Regions from separate parts of the Hordeum vulgare genome. Here region 1 is linked to region 2. The links are chromatin contacts, called in public Hi-C maps. All regions are on one chromosome and are shown on one strand. Each heading gives the region's core, a stretch centred on a gene start, on an enhancer-like site or on the middle of the called end of the contact. The rest is flanking DNA. Distances are from core to core; before and after follow the strand shown.

Evidence for each region. Hi-C and Micro-C count contacts between places; a contact is called where the count stands out from the background.
Region 1: a Hi-C map of seedling shows a contact between it and region 2, with 6 times the contacts expected there. The contact joins the promoter of LOC123444825 here to the promoter of LOC123444824 in region 2. A contact is called at or near these places in 2 of 6 Hi-C or Micro-C datasets (leaf and seedling).

Annotation. Positions count from the first base shown.
Region 1 is chr3H:540,733,248-540,736,083 of MorexV3_pseudomolecules_assembly, reverse strand. It overlaps LOC123444825, which reads right to left and starts at 1,528. Exons shown (of 3, transcript XM_045121678.1): 1 at 651-1,528; 2 at 396-558; 3 at 1-261. The coding sequence starts at 1,376.
Region 2 is chr3H:540,393,644-540,396,343 of MorexV3_pseudomolecules_assembly, reverse strand. LOC123444824 (protein ABHD11) reads right to left here and starts at 1,286. Exons shown (of 5, transcript XM_045121677.1): 1 at 865-1,286; 2 at 400-638. The coding sequence starts at 1,147. It overlaps LOC123444823, which reads left to right and starts at 1,473. Exons shown (of 3, transcript XM_045121676.1): 1 at 1,473-1,882; 2 at 2,035-2,088; 3 at 2,179-2,596. The coding sequence starts at 1,589. The coding sequence ends at 2,412. TRNAL-UAG (a tRNA gene) reads right to left here and starts at 1,334; the gene lies at 1,255-1,334. LOC123444822 (sorting nexin 1) reads right to left here. Exons shown (of 11, transcript XM_045121675.1): 11 at 2,586-2,700.

The DNA.
Region 1 (2,836 bases), core at 279-2,778, 340 kb before region 2:
CCTTGCTCTGCAGACCAGACACGTCGAAGGTCGCCGGCTCCTCGAACACGGAGACGAGCGATGTCCGGAGTGCGGAGGCCGTAGTCAGCTGCGGGTTCTCGATGGCCCGACACATGAGGAAGTTGAGGTCGCGGATGTCGGTGAGGTGCTTCTTGTTGTTCTTGGCGTTGCTGTAGGCATCATGGCACCTCTTGGCCAGTGCCCATAGCCCTCCCTCTCTATTTATCTTGTGGGTGTTGATGACAGCAGAGTAGAAGAACCCTGCAACGATTAACGGTGTCAAGCTGCTGCACTTGAAAATTTATGTTATCCCCGACTACACATTACAATAGATATATTCTTCAAGCTTCCGGTTGGAAAAAATATACTATATTTTACTGGCTTCAAAGGCTCACCAACGTTGTGATCATTCAAAGGTGGCTCAAGAAACTCGCGGCAGTTGATGAGGGTTGCAACAGAGTACGTCTCTTGCTGGCCGCTGTTCTTCGATTGCCGTGCAGCTAGCATCGTCGCCGCGGCCATGGCTGAGCAAAGCCTCACTCCATTCTCCTCGCACGCCTACATGATCATGTGAAAACAACCGGTGATCTGTACGATGCAGTACCATACCAATGTGTGTGTGCGCGTGTGTCCAGTGGAAGCAAACTCACATCGAGCAGCCGCGTCGTGTCCTCACGGTCGAGCCGGAGGCGCACCATCTTCGTCGACCTGGCCGTGCCGGTCTCCTCGAACGGCAGCGTGGACGCGCGGAGCCCGTCGATGGAGTAGCCCACCATGTCCACCCCACGCACCCACAACGGCTTTCTTGCGTCCTTCTTGCGTATCCTCTTCTCCAACCCCGCCTCCACCGCCGCTGTCTCCCTCTTCACCTCCGGGTCGCCAACACCCGCGCCGCCAAGCAGCGCCAGGAGCTCGCTAAGTAGCGCCTCGGACGCCGCGCGGTCACACACGGCCGTGTGGATCAGGATGAACAGCGCCGCGCCACCCGCGGGGGGCGGGAGCTCGTAAAGCGCGGCGAAGAGCACCGGGGCACCGTCGGGCTCAGGCGCGGCGGCCGCCCACGGGTTGCGGTTGATCTCGCGCTCGAGGAGGGAGTGGAAGTCGAGCACGGATGGCTGGGGCGCGAGGCTAAGCTGCGGCGCGGAGGACGGGAAGGCGAGCGTGGGGCTGGAGGGGGTGCCGCGGAGGTGCGCCCTGAGAACGGGGTGAGCGTTCTGGAGGGCGCGGACCGCGGCTTCGGCCGCCGCGCCGCCACGCGAGAGGCGGAGCGCGATGACCGAGGTACCGGTTCCGCCTGGAGCGGCGCGGCACCAGCTGTACTCCGTGCCGCACACAGCGCGGGAGCGCCACGCCGCCGCGCCGGCCCTGGAGTCCATGCTGCTACGGCGGGTCGGCGGGTTGGCATGCGCGTTTGCCAGTTTGGTTCCGCGATGCTCCGGTGGTGTGGCGCTTCGTCAGTTGTGTCTGTATCTTGGCGCGGAATGGCGCGACATTTAGCGTGTGTTGGTTAGCATTCCCACCAACTTAGCATGATTGTTTTCCTTTAATACATGCTGACTATAAACACGCTGAGTCCATATATTAGTGTTGTATGATAGTGATGTATGTGTTGATACAAGTTAATGTAAGAATCTGTTTGATACCTTGCATCTGGTTAGACATGACGGTTGATACTATAACATTCGATATTTTTAAATAAATAAACAAAACATTTCAAAAAATGTAATTTTCCTAATAATAGGGTTACACATGCTACCGCGAGCCGCTGCAATGGTAGGTCATTTTTCTACCGCTAGTGACCTTGATGGTAGATTGTCATATCGTGTTAAAGGATCCGACGATAAGAAAAAGATCAGATTCCAAAAAAAATTCAACTTGGAGTCAGGGCCGGCCCTGGGGGGGGGGGGGGGGGGGGGGGGTTGGTTCCGCGGGGCGGGCGCACGGGGCCCAAAATTGTTGGGGGCCCGCTGCATATATAATACGTATACTAGGTCAGGCCTGTACTAGGTATTGTAAAGTCTCTCGTCAGGCCTGTCTCTCGTCTCCCTGCACGCCGCGACTCTCATCTGTAGGAGTACGAGACTACGACGCGGGCTGCGGGCAGGCCCTGAACGTCGGCTTCATTGCCACGCAGGCACGCACGCCGGCACGCGGAAGGGCCCTCGCCGGTTGCTTCTTCCGTAATGTCCGTCAGTCTGTCTGTTCTCCACTTCTCCTGAGGATCTCGTTCTAGTTTGATTCGTTCAATCGTTCTTACAATATGCCCTAGCATGCAATCTTGGAATAAGCTCCGATAGTCTAGTTGATAAGAGTTCTAGTGGAATAAGTAAACCCTCGGAATAAGCTGCCGTCTGTTCTTCTGATGGATCTCGTTCTAGTTTGATTCGTAGATCAGTTCTCGTTCTAGTTTGCAATTTACTGATGCCTGATGGATCTGGACCTGCAATTACTTCTAGTGATTCCTTTTAAATCTTTGGGTAGTTAATGCCCTATTTTTGATTCAGATTTATTTATTTTCAGAATTAGTAATGAAGCCTGAATCAGGTGCGGCCAAAAGAAAAAAGAGGAAAGCAGATTAAAAATTGGTAGATTCACAAAGAGGATTTCTTCGTAAGTTTTTGGCGAGTAACCCAACCACTTCAAAAAATCCAGACGAGTTGGCGTTAGTTCTTGTGGGAGAACCAAGTAATGTGAATCTAGAAGATGATATCCATACAGAAGACACTGTTGACATCGACGCGGACGATAACAATGTGAGTGATCATGACCATAATTCATCTCCCACGAAATCTGCACTATTTATTTATACTTAAGGGCTCTAAATTTTAGTTTCGCC
Region 2 (2,700 bases), core at 37-2,536:
AAATAATCGGGGGATAAAGATGATGCCAAGAAATCGACTATCAAGTACAAGAAGCAATAAATTGTCATTCTGACAACATAATCACAACAAATGCTCCAAAGGTTGTACTGAAATGCTATATTAGAATCTCATATTACACAGCTCAAAAGCATACTTTACTTTGTGACATATAGTGAACTACATGATTCTCGTTTTCTGCGTGTCGCCTTTTTCATATGTAACAGTAGTATTTTCCAGATCAACACCTCATACCTATGCAAATAAGTAAGTACACACTGCACCTACTGTAAGTTGCAAAAATCACACAGTTTATGCAGAAGAAATAATAAAACAATTGGCAAACAGAGGAACAAATATGTTAGAACCAACCACGTGAAGGTTAGAAATAACTCACTGAACCTGTTTGGGAAGAGCAGCAGATTCTCCATAATCGCCACGGGAGCAACTCTCCGCAAAATCCAGTGCGACCTTTCCACCCATGGAGTGACCCACGACGACATCCGGCCATGTCCAGCCCCGGGCCTTCACCAAATCAGCGAGATCCCTGGCCGCACTCGACATATCATGGGGTGGGCCCAGCCCTTTGATCCTGGCTGAGCTCCCATGGTTCCTCAAATCCACAAGAACCATCTTCCACTCTACAGGCACACACGCCAAAATATTCAGGACTCATATAAAACAACCCACAGAATTCAGCTCTCTGAAGTCTGAACAACTCCCTACATGTAAGCACACTACACCAAATGCCGGGCACATTGAGGATTCTCCAAGGTTCAATCAATGAATACTACAACGATCAGTAGCAGACCTAAACGTTGAGAGAGACATACGCATTTAATAAAAGGGGTATTCGGCGGCAGTTACCGTCGGAGGGGGAGCGGTCGCGGAGCTGGGAGGCGAGGGTGCGGGAGAAGGTGCGCCAGTTGCGGCCGGAGCCCAGGAGGCCGTGGAGGACGAAGGCGGTGGCGGTGGGCGGCTTCTCCGGGGAGAGCTGGATCTCGTGGAAGGCGAGGGTTTCGGTCTGGTGGGCGGCGTCCGAGTGGACGGGGGAGGAGAGGAGCAGGCGCCAGGGAGACCATGCGGCGGGGGAGGAGAGGAGGCTCGAGCGGAGGGAGGAGGAGGACGACGCTCGGAGGGAAGCCGCCATGGCCGATCGCTCCGCGGGGCTTCTCGCCAGGCGCGACGCGGCTATGGGGGGCTGCCCAGCCGAAGAGTAGAACGAAAAAAAAAGTTATAAACAAGAAAGAAAAATGTTGACAGCTGTGGGATTTGAACCCACGCCCTTTCGGACCAGAGCCTAAATCTGGCGCCTTAGACCACTCGGCCAAACTGTCTTCGCTGTACGTCCCGAGGTGACAACCTTGTTAACCAAAGCCTAAATACGGTGGTGCACTGAAGTACTGAACCACGAGACAGGAGGAGGCCGACCAACCAAATTCTCGTCTAGGCGGTACCAGCTGGTCCATTCATTTCTCATCCCCGCAGGTTAATCGGGTGCACTCGTTAACCGGCCCTGCCATTGCACTCTCTCAAGCCTGAACCTCCGTCCTTCCTGCCTCCCTCCCTCCTCCTCAGAAAGAGAAAACACATGGCGGCTGCGACTGCAAGGCAGCTGTTGGTCCACAGGATCACTTCCTCCTGCTCCTCGGGGACGCTTCCCAAGCACGCTTCCAGCAGCCATGGCATCTCTGCTTACAGCTCCAGGTGCTTCCACAAGGCCGAGAAGCTCCCCGGTTTCAGGGCGAGGGTGCCCGTGAAGCCGCCGCGCGCCGTGCCGGGGAAGGCCGGCATTGTGCCGGCCGACGATGATGGGGTCAGCCTCGGCACCGTCAAGCTGCCCGCCAACATCGACGTCGCTCGGTTCGAGGGGCTGCTCTTTCAGGTCAGTAGTAAGCATTCCTTGGACTTGGAGTATGATGTCTGGTCTTGTCTCTCTCAGCTTAGGCCTTCGGGTGAATTGGTTGGTGTGTATACACAATTCGATACACCCACCAAGTAGAACTGATATTTACGTTGAACCTGTTTGCTTGGCAGTGGGGAAACAGTCTATGCCAAGGCGCCATGTTGCCACTACCAGTGCCTATCAAGGTAAGGCAACCCCAGGGCCAACGATATGGTTTCAATTGATACTTCAGATTTCTTCCTCAGCTGATACTGTAATTTTCCATGTGCAAACAGGTGGACAAGGTGGAGGGTGGGATCAGGCTAGGGTTCATTGGGATCGACGACGGCGCGACCTCGCTGCTGGCCTACATCGACTGCTTGGTGTCTCCAGCGACCGACGGCTCCGGGTTTGTGTTCCGAGCAACCAGGAACGGTGCTATGAAGGACATGGAGCCGCCTGGGGAGCCCAGGATCATGAGGAGCCTCCTCATGGCGCTTCAGAAGTCCATCCAGATTGCGCAAGTTTGACAAGCCTCTTCAGATTGTGCAAATTTGACAAGTCTGCTAAACAGTAATTAAGGAAATTGATGAAGCAGGATTGCTGTTCTCTGTTGATACGACTTGTAAACCCTCTACTTTTCAAGGTTTCCTTTCATGTTCTCTTACAAAATAAAGATACAAATTCCATTAGAGGAAGTATATAAAAGCTAAACTCCATTGTCCACTATTTTTCCTCTTTATTCATATTCATACTTCCCCAAGGACTTCAATAGTTAGACTAATTGGTCGAAAATTTGAGTTACAGAGTACACACTC